Linked DNA regions of Sus scrofa: regions 1 and 3 are each linked to region 2. The links are chromatin contacts, called in public Hi-C maps. All regions are on one chromosome and are shown on one strand. Each heading gives the region's core, a stretch centred on a gene start, on an enhancer-like site or on the middle of the called end of the contact. The rest is flanking DNA. Distances are from core to core; before and after follow the strand shown. Region 1 overlaps FOXP1 (forkhead box protein P1). Region 2 holds the start of FOXP1 (forkhead box protein P1). Region 3 overlaps FOXP1 (forkhead box protein P1).

Evidence for each region. Hi-C and Micro-C count contacts between places; a contact is called where the count stands out from the background.
Region 1: a contact with region 2 is called in a Hi-C map of liver, with 3 times the contacts expected there. The contact joins the enhancer-like site here to the promoter of FOXP1 in region 2. A contact is called at or near these places in 1 of 5 promoter capture datasets (liver), 9 of 47 Hi-C or Micro-C datasets (embryonic fibroblasts, fibroblasts, liver and 1 more) and 1 of 2 datasets of contacts at active chromatin or transcription factors (skeletal muscle).
Region 3: a Hi-C map of liver shows a contact between it and region 2, with 5 times the contacts expected there. The contact joins the enhancer-like site here to the promoter of FOXP1 in region 2. A contact is called at or near these places in 6 of 47 Hi-C or Micro-C datasets (alveolar macrophages, embryonic fibroblasts, fibroblasts and 1 more).

What each region holds. Positions count from the first base shown.
Region 1 is chr13:52,880,728-52,885,052 of Sscrofa11.1, reverse strand. All of the region lies in intron 2 of FOXP1 (forkhead box protein P1), which reads left to right. Among named protein-coding and RNA genes, the nearest start is that of FOXP1, 91 kb to the left of the region's middle. Within about 2 kb of position 2,227, at least 3 of the 83 cell types and tissues checked have an H3K27ac peak or open chromatin away from gene starts, as enhancers often do. A contact at or near this core is called in liver and skeletal muscle, where this site is marked.
Region 2 is chr13:52,971,139-52,975,718 of Sscrofa11.1, reverse strand. FOXP1 (forkhead box protein P1) reads left to right here and starts at 1,362. Exons shown (of 21, transcript XM_021070841.1): 1 at 1,362-1,625; 2 at 3,552-3,699.
Region 3 is chr13:52,903,828-52,908,462 of Sscrofa11.1, reverse strand. All of the region lies in intron 2 of FOXP1 (forkhead box protein P1), which reads left to right. Among named protein-coding and RNA genes, the nearest start is that of FOXP1, 68 kb to the left of the region's middle. Within about 2 kb of position 1,527, at least 5 of the 83 cell types and tissues checked have an H3K27ac peak or open chromatin away from gene starts, as enhancers often do. A contact at or near this core is called in liver, where this site is marked.

The sequences.
Region 1 (4,325 bases), core at 978-3,477, 92 kb after region 2:
CTTGAGCCAAGATGAGGAATGAAATGGGATTCTACGATGGCCGGAAGGCACCAGGATGGTGGTATGTCTATGCCCTGTAGATGGGGTTAAAGTTACGTCATTCATTTTCTGTGGCAGGGTTCTGAGAGAAGCTGGGCTGCTTACTGGGGAGATGGGGGAGGCACACAGATGCAGCAGGAGGGCCAGCCTTCACGTGGTAAATGGAATGTTAGGGGGATTTTTAGTGAAAAAGAATAAACAAACAAAAAAGGTTTCTGCTTAAGCCTCAGTGAACTAGAAAAGTAATTACATAGAAACCATATTCCCTGTGCGTTCTAATTAATCTAATGGGTTTACTTAAAAACTTGTTTTTGAACATAGATACCAAAAAGTCCTCTGGTGAGTTGAAAGAAATCTTATTAGCGAAAGTTTAGTAAAAGGGATAGTGATTAGTTCTAGGGATCGTAATTGAAATGAAGTTATTTGGATTCAGTGAAGCCCCAGAGGTTGATGTGACCCATTTGGTTAAGTCTGGGTGACCATTTTGACTAAAACTTTAGAACTTAGCTGTTCAGATGGATGCTTATTTAGGGTACACTTGAGGTTATGATTATTTTTAAAGCAGAAGTATTATGTGTTCTTCTCCGAGCCTTATTAATTGAGGCAGATTGGCATTTTATTTGTGAGCTGACAACAGGCACCTTATTTTTTTGCAGCCGATGTGCTTTTTGAACCGGGTTCAGCATTGTCAGAAAGTTATTCACAGGAGTCGGTGATGGAGCCCGCTCCACCCACTTCTGTTCCCTTTCTATTTTGGTGCTCTTTGCAACAAAGGAAACTAAGTTGGTAAATTAGAGAAGGATTGAAGCGCTCACACATGCTCCCCTTCCTATCAGGTTGTGTAACCGATTAGGCAGAGGGGGCCTACTCTTCCTGGGGCACAGGGACCTGAAGGAACATGGGTTGCAAACCCCATGAGATGGCCTTGGCCATGGGCTCCCAGGTCTCCTGGCCTATCTGATTGAGCTACATTAAAAAATTTATAATGATATATGTATTGTATATATATTCTTATATACATACATGTGTATATGAGTGTGTATGAACACGTATACTTACATTATGTGGGTACATAGGATTCCAGGTATAGCATTCTAAAACCTAGGGAGAGCCAGAGGAGAAGACATTCAGTTTGAGTTTTGTGTCAGAGTCCTTGCAGGAAATAGGTGGCTTGTACCTCTTGTGGGTCTGAGAGAACATGGGGAGGGCTCATCGGGAAAGCTGGGGGAGAACAGCTGCATGGGAAGGGCTGCCTGGCAGGAGCTGTGATCTTTCGGAGTCAACTTCCAGTGCCTGGGTGGGGAGAGAGCCTGGTTGCTAAATGCCCCATCTTCTCTGTCCTTCTGAGATGAGACCTCCAGTTGCTGTGCCAGCTGGAAGTTAGAGGACAAGGGTACCCATTGATGCATCCCCACAGGGCTCCCTCCCAGGACACGGCAAGGTGGGAGGTTGAGGCAATACGGCAGATGGAGCATCTGGAGGAGCACGTGGAAAACCGTGCAGTGCATTTTGTTCTGTGAACTCCTTTGGGTATGACCCTGCCATACTCGCTCAGATGATCCCTGGGACAGGTGTGGGTGGGAACGGACTTCCCAGATCTTTAGGGTGGCTAGGGAGCAGTGCTTTCCAAAACGTGGTGCCTGGGCCAGTAGCACCAGCATCACGTGAGGACTTGCTGAAGATTTTCTGGCCCCACCCTGAACCTACCGAATTAGACATTCAGAGGGAGAGAGGGGCCCAGGAATCTGTATTTTATTAGCCCTCCCAGAGGAGAATCTGGTGCTTGGTCAAAATTGAGAACCACTGCTGGCTGTCTTGAGGCATTGGATGGTCAGCAAAGTATGTCACTTTGCAAAGATGGCCACTGTTGTCTTGCTTGGAACTGCCAGTGATGAGCATGTTGTCTGTATCAGTCCGCTGCTTGGCAGCTCTGCAGACTGCCAATCCTTTTTATTTTTAGACTAGGCACTCTTCAAAAGAAATGGAATAATGGATTACATGTAGGCCATGGGGGCTTATCCCCAAGGCAGTTCATGCCTTTAATTTCCAAGTGCTCCTCTCAACCATGCAGGGAAGTACCCGACAGGCCTCAGACTTTGGAGGTTGTTTTTGAAAAACAGATGCAAATACTGCCTGTGCTGTTGTTGTTTTCCCGGTGCCTGGCAGTGTTTGGTAAACAACTTGATTGCTAGGTCTTGGCCTCAGGGAACCACAGCTGCTCTTTCCAGCTCCCTGCAGACTTTTGTACCGAGCAAGGATTGCTTCAGGGAAAAATAAACAGGGGAGAACAAAACAAAAAAACATCACTGTTGTTTTGTGGCTGCCTCTACCTGTTTTCCTGGAGTTGTTTTGCAACCATGGTCCCTGAGCTTTGGTTTCTTATTGGTCCCATGACCCCCCGGGCTTCTGTCTCCATGGTTAGACCACAAAGTGGCCTCTGGTCTTGGAAAGCCCTGTGTAGTAGCCACTGGAAGGATCTATGCATTTTTAAATATGTAAATTGAAAACGGAGAAAGCTTCATTCTTTCTAATGACCCCCAAGATGGTAATCTGGCTTTTCAAATCTCCAGAAAAGCAGATTGAATATGGCACAATTAATGGTTCAGCACTTCTAGGCTTTTCTCTAAAATATCTTAATGGGCTTTTAATTTATTGCAGCTCCTTACTGGCAGGGTTAAGGCAGAGTTGCTGCTGACCCCCTGGGCCCAGGTGCTCTCTGGGGCTCTAGTGAAGTGGAAGAGAACAAAGGCCAGCTGGACCTTCAGCCATGACCTCCCAGGCTGAGCCCCTGGGGCTCCCTGGATTCCTGGCCTGAAGTGGTGCAGCCTCTTCAGAGGCAAGGATGCATCTTCATCAGCGATCCTTGGGGTATCTGGTAGAAATGCAGATTCCGGGGACCAGACTGAGAATCTCTGGACTCTGGGGGCAGGAATCTGCATTTCAACCCGGTACCTTCATTGCAGAGCAGGTTTGCAGTCAGCCTTGGTGACAGAGAGCCAGTGTGAACAAGTGGGCCTGGGTGGGGAGCAAGTGACAGTGTTATCCAACTTTTTTTTGAGACCTGCATGTCATTTTAAGGCATTTACTTTTCATTTACTCACAAGTTCTCCATTACTTTGGCCCCCCTTTCTTCTTAAATCAGGGGACCTTCTTCATGAAATCTTTTTCTTTGGGCCCCAAATGCATCTTTTCTGAATATCCTTGGAGAAGAGTGATAAAATTTTTTTTTGGCTCTGCCCATGGCCTGGCCTATGGAAGTTCCCCCAGGGCCAGGGATTGAACCCAGCTGCAGCTGCAGCCTATACCACTGTTGCAGCAATGCCAGATCTTAACTTGCTGCACCACAAGGTAACTTCCGAAAGGTGATAAATTTCTGTTTGTCTGAAAAGGTCTTTATTTCACTGTCATTTTTGAAAGGTAATTTTTCTGGGCATACCAATCTAGGTAGACAGTTTTTGCCTCTGGGTTGTGTTCTGGATATTTATTTGGATACTGTCTTCTGTTTTTGTTTTTTTTTCTTTTAAATTTCAGTTGCTATGTTTTTCAATTTTAGAGGTCAGAGTTTTGGTTAGAGTTCTAGAGCTTGATTTTATGGTATTATGTATGTACATATAGATGTGTATTATATACATATGTTGCAGATATAGTATATGTACTATAAATATGTGTAAAACAATAGTATAGTATATAGTTTATGTAGTATTTTGGTTAGAGTTATATAGCTTGTGTTTTACAGTGTATATATGTGTTATGGTGTGTGTATATAATCTATTTATATAGTATGTATTTTATAGTGTATACACTATAAATACACATTAAAAATATAGTATATATAGTTTGTGATAGTTCTATAGCTTATATTTACAGTATATGAGTGTATACATATGTATTATAGCATTTGTGTGTATATATGTATTATATATATAGTATGCATTCTATAGTATATATAAATGTATGTAAAAACCATAGTATATGTGTATTATTTATGCATGTATACAGTGTATACATATAAAACTGGAATATCTACCATTCATACAGCATTTTGGTTAGAGTTGTAGAGCTTGGTGGAAATGGAATTTGGTCTTGGATCAATTTGATGTTTAACCACTCACAAAACCAAAACAATTCCCCCAGCCTCAGTGGTAGTTTTTCCTTTACTTTTGGATATGCTCGGTGACTCTAATGAAGTCAAGCAGGACAGCACTAATGATGCTTCTAAGCGTTGTTTGCCCAACTCGCATCCCCTCCAGACACCAGCTGCTGCTCCAGTTGTGAACTGTTGCAGC
Region 2 (4,580 bases), core at 113-2,612:
CATATTTTTTTTTAAGTCACACTTGGGGAACAAAAAGTCTTCCCTGGGCTGATAAAAGTGAAAAAAATAATTGCGTCTTTTGTTTTATACATGTTTATGCATATTTCACAACATTTCATTCAGGCTCCTCATTTACTCCTTCAAATTTCTAAATTTCACCAAACTTTAAAGCGGCAAAAAGAAAAAAAAAATCTCGCTTTTTCAAATTGGACAAAGCTTTTTCCATTTGAGTGATCTCTGGGAGAGCAGGTAATTTGTGTTAAACAACTGATTGACTTGCTAGCCCCCTGGGCGTTTTCCTAAGAGAAACCTTGGCCGAGAGCACAGCTCCCTTCGCAGCCACTTTCGCCTAAAGTGGATCTAACTACACATTCCGGCAGTGACTCTGACAAGGAAGGGGGGAAAAACGTCCCGCGTTACACTCTCCTGGTGGTGGGGGGGAGGTGGACCCTCGCTGGCGGGTTTCTGTTTCCTTGCAAACAGGGGTTTGTCCTTCTGTTGAACTTTCACCTCCCGAACTCGCCTTCTTTCATTGGACAAAGTGCAGAAAGAAAGAGGAGAGACCGAGGGAGGACGGGAGAGAAGGAGAAAGGGGGTTGAAACACCACTCCGCCTCCCCCTCCTTCAACTGTCACTGATGGCAAAACACTTTCACTTTTAACTGGAGGAACCTCTTATCCCTGCCTATCCTCTCTTCTTCCTTCTGTATTTTTAGCTCAGAAACCAAGCAAATAGCCTTAGCATTCCCATCTTCGGCCCTAGTTGTTAACACTCTCTCTCTCGGCTTTTTCTCATGCCTGAATGGGCCCCCCTTTCCCCATCTTCTGAGGAATCCCCCCTCCCCCATGCCCCTTATTTTCCAGGTCTGTCTTGCCAGATCCCTCTTTTGCCAAGGACTGCTCTGGCGTGGCCTTCCCCTCTCTGGTCTGCGGGGCTCTGCCTCCTTCTTTTCCCCATCCAGTCTGGACACCCCGCACTCCCACCTCCCGGCTCCCCTGCACCTAGCCCCCAGCCCCCGCACACCCTCCCCCCTTGCTTTGGCAACTGCGATTTTTTTTTTTTTTTTTTTTGCTAGCCTTGTTGTTTACCCAGCAGGTGGATGTGACGTCAGGGACGCACAACAGCAAAAAATAACAACATCTCCCTCCGCGACGTGTTGGCCTCTCGCGCGCCTTATTTATTTATTTGTTCCGGGAGGCCAGGGGAGGTGGGTGGGGGCTAGCGCCCCAGTGGATCCGAGAAGTGGGGAATGTTAGGCAGCGCCCTGGGGCGGTTTGGGGGTGCCTGAGACGGAGAGGGGGCCTGGGCCGGAGGCCCGGGGTGGGTTAGGGAGCGCCCCCGGCCCGACGCTGCCCGCGCCTCTGCCGCCGCCGCCGCCGCTGGCTGGGCTCCGGGAAGCTAGTCCGGAGCGGAGGAATCTATTGTTATTTATTGTGTGGCGGCTGAATGCTGTACTCGCGGCGGCCCGGCCCTCGCCCGGGAGTGCGTGTGTGCGCGCGTGTGTATGTGTGTGTGTGTGCGTGTGCGCGAGTGTGTGTGCGGGGTGCGCGCGCGGGCGGGAGTGGGCGCGCGCGGGGAAAGGCCCGAAAACACCTTAGTTTGCACCGAGAGACCATTTGCAGCGGGTGAGTTTGTATTTTTCCATTTCTGCTCCACTTTTTCCCAAGCCGCCTCCCGCCTTGTTTCCGACTACTTTAAACAACAACAAAAACCAGCACAAAAAAAAAAAAAAAAGAAAAAAAGAAAGAAAAAGAAAAAAGAAAAGAAAAAAAAAGAAAAAGAAAAAAGGAAAAAAATACTTTTCATCTCCAGGCTCCACGTGCATCTCCCCTAGCCCTCCCCAGAGGCAGCCTCTCTCTCCCCCGCGTTGGGCCGGAGCTCAGGGGTGGGTGGGGGCTGCGCGCCGGCGCGGGCGTGGAGAGGACTCCGGTGGCGCCCGTACTCTTGGGTGCATTTCCATAAGTCAAAAGGGGTTGCGGGGGAGGGGGGACGGTGGCGGCGGCAGCGGCAGGGAGGAGGCGATCTCGCTTTCCCTTCGGCCCCTTCACGCCTCGTTCTGCGCTTTCCACAGTCGCCGCGGGGAGAGAAATCGATAAGCCCAGGCCGCCCGGCGCAACTTTCGGTGTCTAGCGTCGGGGTGCCTTCCGAGGAGCATGGCGAGCGCTGGGCCCGGGGTCGGGTCAGTTGCGGGAGGGGAGGCGCGCCGAGCGCCTTTGGAGCCCAAAGTTTGGACTTGGAGCAAACTTTTTCCCTTCGCTCTTCGCTAGTGTTTGCCCCCCTTGGTGCCCCCGGGGCTTCGCCGCAGAATGACTAGGGACATCTGCGCCCTAGGCCCCGCGGCTGGGGACATCCGTGGTACCACGCACGCGGTGCCCCGAACTTGGCGGCGGGGGCACTCCTCCGACGCCCGCTGGGAGCTGGGAAAACTCAGACACAAACCCGCGCACCCCCAGTTAGACACGTACCCCCACGCGCGCTTGGCCGGGCCAACCCAGCCTCCCCGCGAGGGGTCGGAGACCACGGTGGCCAACTTCGCGGGTGGGAGCTGGGAGTAGGGTGCGCTGAGGGGAGTCGCCGAGCCTGGATGCACTCCGCCGCACGCACTTTCTGGGTCTACTCCCCTCTCAAGCCTGGGGAACGGGGGGATTTCTCAAGCCTCAATTTATCCTGAGACGCGCGCGAGTCGCTGTGTCCCTTCGGCCCTGTCCTGGAGGCTGATGGCTCATGGCTCTCCGTCCTTCGGCTGCGCGCCGCCTTTCTCCCAAGCTCCCCTCGCTACATTCCTGCCCCGAAGAGAGGACTCAGCTGAGCCGGCAAGCCGGGCGTGCGTGCGCTTCGGGTGGGGACCGCGGTGGCGGCTCCGGGAGCCGAGGAGTTTGCCAGTTGCCGCCGGGTCGCGGTCATTCGCTGCTTCCGCCTCCACTTCGCCCCCGCCTCCCGCCCCCCTCCTCCCTAGACACGGCCGCGCTCGGAAACTTTGATTCCTTTTCCTTTTAGGCCCTCGGCGAGCCCCCCTCCCCACCTGTTGTGAGCTCCGCCTTGGTCCCCGGAGACTGGCGGTGACACACGCGGACGCCGGGGAGCTCCTCGCCCAGAAACAAAGTCGCATACCCCCTCCCAAGTGTTTGCTTCGAAATCGCTGCGTACAGCCACCCCCCCCCCGCCCGTCTTGCCGAGCAGCTCCCGCCCCCCTGTGAGAATAAGGACTAAATAAACAGTTGTAACTTCAAACCTTGCGCCTGCGATCGTTTCCCTATCCCACCCCTTTCCCCCTTTCCTCCCCCCTCCTTTTTTGTTGTTGCAACTTTGTAAGATCCCGGGGAAGGTGCTGAGACTTTGGCTCGGGCCGATTTCCCGGTCTCGGAATCCTTGTAGGGAATCCCTGAGCCACATCCTCTCTTTCCTCCACGCGCGCTCGCCGGTCTTCCGAGCCCGCCACCCGCTCGGTCTTGGCCCCCCCAGCCTACCCACTTATCTCGCCCCCCTCAATTTCCCCCAACCTGCATTGAGAAGACTTGCTGAGGGTCGCCCCGGTTTCTTGTCGACCGCAGAACCCGAAAGTTTGCAAGAGGAAGAGAGCGCGCGGCGAACAAGCGGGCAAGGGGCAGCGGCAGCGGCGCCGCCAGGGACCATGGTGCTGCCGGCGCCTCCTCCGCGGGCGTGAAGGCGGCGCTCCCACTCTCCCCTCGGACTCCGCGGGTAAGTCGAGGCGGCCTTGGGCACCGGGGCGAGGACGGGGGCGGGTGGGGGAAGGGGCACCCTAGAGCTTCGGGCTGCACCCCGGGGCTTCTCTGCGCCCAAAGCCCCAACATGGGCGGTGCGAGCGCAGCGATCAGGCGTAGGAGCCAGGAATGTGCCCATCCTCAAGCCGGTAGGTGCTTCGAAATACTGGACTTTCTCCCCCCCCCCTTTCTTTCCTAAATCTGAAAATCTGGAGATCAAAGTTTAGCAACGAGTATAAAGTACTCCGATAAAATATGATGACATTCGTAGCTCCCCTTCTCACCCCACTCCCCCTTTTTATAACTATTAATTATTTCCAAGTCATTGTGTCCAAATACCCTTGCCGAGCTGATTACAAAGTGTATTGATTTAGTCTGGGCTCATCCTTCGCGTTCGTTTTCCTTTTTCTTTTGCTTGGCCAGAAAACCCGAAATGAAACTTATTTCTTCCTTTGCGCACCCCCCCATCCTCATCTGTGAAGCTTGGGCAGAATAATGAAATTAATATAAACACTTCATTTGGTTGCATTTGAGCTTTTCCAGCCCACTTCTGCGGGATTGGTGTTGCTCTCTTGTCCAGTCACAGGTATTTTCCAAGTTTGGATTTCCTTTTTTGTTTGTTGAATGTTGGAGGGCCATTCTGTATTCCCTCTGAAAGGAGTTTATACATTGAAACCATCTACGCTTTACCTTTGGTTTTTCTGGAGGCTTCAGGATTTAGGGCTTGCACAACAGCTGAGCTGAGAAAACCTGAGGGATGTTTAAGGGATTTTTCTCTGGCTGAAAATATGTTGAAGAGTATCTCCAAATTTTTACCTTTCATCTCCTTTCCCTCCCCTGGCCACCCTCTCTTTTTTT
Region 3 (4,635 bases), core at 278-2,777, 67 kb after region 2:
TGTTGCTATCTACTACCCCACTCCAGCCAAGGGACCTGTTAGTAGAAATACCTGTGGTGGATGTTCTTTGTGCCTTTCATTGTTCAAATGCCTTTGAGCATTTCATGGCTCTGGTCTTAATCCAGGGCAGAGGATGAAGGATGCTTGTTGTTTTTGTTACATCCCTTCTTTGCTTGGCAGTGGTGGGGGAAAAGGGGTGTGGCTAGAAGTGGAATCATCCCATTGAGGGCAGCATAATTGTAGCTCTTGGTGTGGCATGAGGCCATCCTGAGCTCACTGTTTCAAGGCTCACCTCTGCCCCCCCCACTGCCCCAGCTGCCTCACTCCTCCCTCTCTCCTTTCCTCTCAGCTCAAACAGCAGAAATGTATTGTCTCACAGTCCTCGAAGCCAGAAGGCTGGCTTGGTGTTGACTGGGTTGGCTCTTTCCAAGGACAGTGGGGGAGCTTCTGTTTGATGCCACCTCACATAGCTTCTGGTGCTTGGCTGGCGATCATCCATGTTCCTTGGCTTGTACAAGCATCACCCTGATGTTCTCCTTCATCTTCACATGGTGTTCTCTCTGCATGTGTGTCTCTGTCCATATTTCCCCTCTTTATTAGGATGCCAGTCCTATTGGATTAGGGGCCCACTCTACTCCAGTATGACTTCGTCTTGGCTAATTATTTTTGCAGTGGCTGTTATCTCTTCATAAGGTCACCTTCTTGGCCTACCTTCTCCTGCTTAGCTCATGTAGTTGAATTTGGGAAAACTGAGTGTGCAAATACTGTCATTCCTCAGAGTATTATAGAACAGCATGCAAAACCCATGAGAATTAGACAGGAAAGCCATGCCAGTGTCTCTCGATTTTACTGAAGGCCCAGTCCTGCTTGCCACTACAACCTCCGTTCATGCAAACATCAGGCGAGGATGTGTGCAGTAGATGGACCCGAGTCATGGGTTGTATTTCTTTCTTCCCATGTGAGTCAGTGCATGGTGTTTTCATGAATTTCTCCCAGTTCGTGGGATGATTGACAGGGTGGCGTGGGCCCAGAAAGATCTGGGTTATGGTAGCAGTCTTCAAGCTTGCTAGAACTACCTGCTCTCTGAGACGCTTGATAGAAATTGTATTTAACCTTCCCAACCCATCTGGACAGTGGGCAGGGCCAGTTTCATCTTGAGGAGGAAGTTGCTGAGGATCAGGAAAGGCAGTTCCCTTGCTCAGGGTTGCATAGCCAATTCAGGATAAAAAGTCAAGCCTTTCAGAATCAAGAGCCTGTTTTCTTTCTGTCTCTCTGTCCCTGACTTACTAAGTACCCCAATCTCCTTGCCTCTTTTGGAAAACACCATCACAGGAAAAGCAGTCTGGTGGTATTTCCTGTCTTTCGGGTCTGTCTGTCTCCCTTTGAACAGAGTGGAGTTTACCCTGAGAAATATGAATCTTAGGAAAAAAGAAGTTTCTCTACATTGACTGTGCCAGCACGGACAGACGAGCCTGGGCACCTTTGCCCCTGTCATTGGACTGCCGCCCGCTGGGAGCTCAGCATTTCTGGTGCCAGTGTCTCTCTCGGAATTCTTGCCAGGCCCAAGGGTTTGCTTTGCAATTGCTGGTGCGTGGTGTTTGGGATGTTTGTGGGTGGCTGTTTTTTTATTTGGGTTTTGTTATCTGCCCTTTGTAATAGTAGCTCTGGCATAATTTCTCGCTGCTCAAATGTTCTGTGGCTTTCAACCAGAGAGACTTGAAAATGTACCACGTGAGAGGGCTTTATAACAAGTTTGGAGTCTCGGAGCCAAGGCCAAGCTTTTAGTAGTAGTATTATTAATTTTAAGTAAAGTATAGTTAACTCACAATGTGGTATCAATTTCTGCTGTTCAGCAGTGTGACCCAGTCATGCATAAATGTACATTCTTTTTCTCATACTGTCTTCCATCATGTTCTATCCCATTAGATTGGATGTAGTTCCCTGCGTTGTACAGTAGGACCTCATTGCTTGTCCATTCTAAACAAGGCTGAGCTTTTAGAGGCTGTTGGTGACGCGTTAAAATAGCCTCTGGGCCTTTATGAGTGTTATTGCCTCTGCCGATAAAGAGGGCTGCAAACCCGGCGGTCCATAGGGGCAAACAGACAGGTGCAATGGCTCCCTTGAGGTCTTCAGCCTCACCTCTTCATTGCTGAAGAAATGCTAGTTGAATGAAGTGGCCAGATTTCTCCTTCCCAAACTGAAATCTAAAACAAACAAAAACCACCACAGATGCATTTTTGGATCACCTTAGGCTCTCACATCAATGATTCATAATTTGGGGCCTCGAACAGGGTCCCTGGCCCACCAACCACTTTCTTCTTTTCCTTTCACTTTACAGTTTCAGGGATGTCAGCTTCACTGATCCTCTCTGTTTTCTTCAGGTTAAATGAGGAGCCTTTCTGTGTTGCTGCCCACCTCCACCCCCCTCGCATCCTGATCGAGCATTTCTTTCCCCGTGTTTGAATTGTCCTTGTGCTTCTCTGTCATCTCCCAGAACTGTGGCTCCTTCCTCTTGATATCCAAGGTGTTGGTCCGCAGTGGATGCAAGTGTGAATGCTGAGTGATGGCAGTGGGGGCATTGGTGCAAGCTGGGGGGTGGAGCCGGAGTGGGAAATGGTCCTCATCCCCCCTCAGCCCATGTGGGTTTTTTTTCTCTTCTCATTTGCATGCGTTCTGCTTGGTGTGGGTGGCGGAGTCAGGTCATCGCTTTGCTCTCAGATGGCAACTGTCATTGTCGATTATGCCTTGCGACTTTACCTGGGTTGCTTTAGAGAAAAAAATAATAAATGTCAGAGAAATTTCAATTGACTTGTCAGTGCCAACCTGTTTTGGTTCCTAGAGGCTAAGTGGAGACACAAGACGGACAGGTTTCTGATACACACTGTTCTCAGCGTTTTGGGGATGCCTGACTCACTCATCCCTTTGCAAGAACATTTTAGATTTGAAGCCATTTTCTCAAGGGCAGTCTCACACTGACATTTTTAGGCCACATGGAATAACATTCTGTTGCTGTTCTGGGAAACAGGGTGGAGGAGGCCCCCTTATATCCTTGTAAAGAAGTCCTCAAATCTAACCTTAGTGACAGACGGGGACGATTTCTAATGAGCCGCCAAGAGGTTTGCATCTGATATAATCCTGCAAGGATTCCTGTGGAGTTACATAAGATGGGCTTTCCCTCCTATTTGGAATGAGAACATTTAAAGGGGTCAGCCAGTTTCATGCTGGGAAGTCACTCTGCACATATGCTAAGAAATGGATATATGTTTTTCAAAAATGTGAGCCCTTTGCTGTCATTGAAAAGGAATGTAAAATGATCTATTTTTCAAAAAGGTGTAGAAATTGATGAGGCAAACAGAAGTCTAGGAGTGGTTCATTTATGGGTTAGCAGAGAATATGTTCTGTGTTTCAGACACTCGTAATAAGATGAAGAAACGTCCCAAGATGATTGGGGAGACGTATGGACTTAATAGCGAGTGGTGTATGTGGGGCTGGGGGAGTGCTGGTGGGGGGGAGAGGGGAGGGGTGCATGTGTGCTTTCTTCCTTCTTCCTCTCTGTCTGTCTTACTGGGATTTTTTCATTTGGTTCTGGTTTTTTTTTAAATTTTTTTTTCTTCCCTCTTACATTTGATAGTAGATGTTTATCTTATGTTATTGTTCAGTCAAAAAGTTGTCTGGTCACCTACCTGGCTCTTTGTTGGCAATCTCTTTCCTAGGAATGTTTTTACATGTGTTTATCACATTTCACATAGGCTCCTTCACGGAAGGTATTGTATTCAGCAGGACCTGGCCACCACATTTGTGGGAAGGTACTTTGGACTCTGGAGAGAACAAAGCACTTGCTTATATCCCAGTGGAGCGGTCAGCACCCTTACAGAGATCCAGCAGCAAATGCATATCTGGTGATTTTAAGTACTTATTTGGTAGCATTGTTCTTTCTTTTACACGTTGAGGGAGGGAGGGGTTGGGCTTTGGACCTATTTCTTTGAGGCATCCCCAAGACTGAGTCCTTAATTTTTGTTAAGCCAAATAATAGAATTGAAGTTACCCTAAATTAGGTAAATATAAGGATCTGTTGCTTGAAACCAGAGAAACTATGGGAAAATGATCAGGAGAACTCGGGAAGGAAGGCTAAATGAATAGACATGGGCGCCTATAAAAAAAGTCCATGATGTCTCAGAGGAATTCTGATTTCAATTGTCAGAAAGTTAGGAGGCTCTATGCCCTGGCGGAGATTTATACATGTTAAGTCATTGGTCTGCATAGCAGAGAATAAGGCATGAAGTATGAAATCTAAGCTCTAAGCTTTTCTGAGATGCTGTTTTATAGACCATGTTACCTCTGTTAGTATTGCCAGCCTTCTGCATGAGCCTATATCTCTGTTCACTAACCCTTTTATCCTATATCACATCACTACCTCCATACCGGCAGAACCCTTGCCAGTTCTTTCTCCCCTAGTTATATCCCCTGCTGCTTTGTCTAGAGCTCAGCATTTATCATAAGCCCAGTAAATGTTGGTGGAATTGATTATGAGGTCAGAGGGAAGGTGGGTGTATTAGCTAGTATTGCTAGCTGCTGTAACAAATGAATCCCACACGAATGATGGCCCAAGCCTATTAGATGTTCTTCTACTGGTTG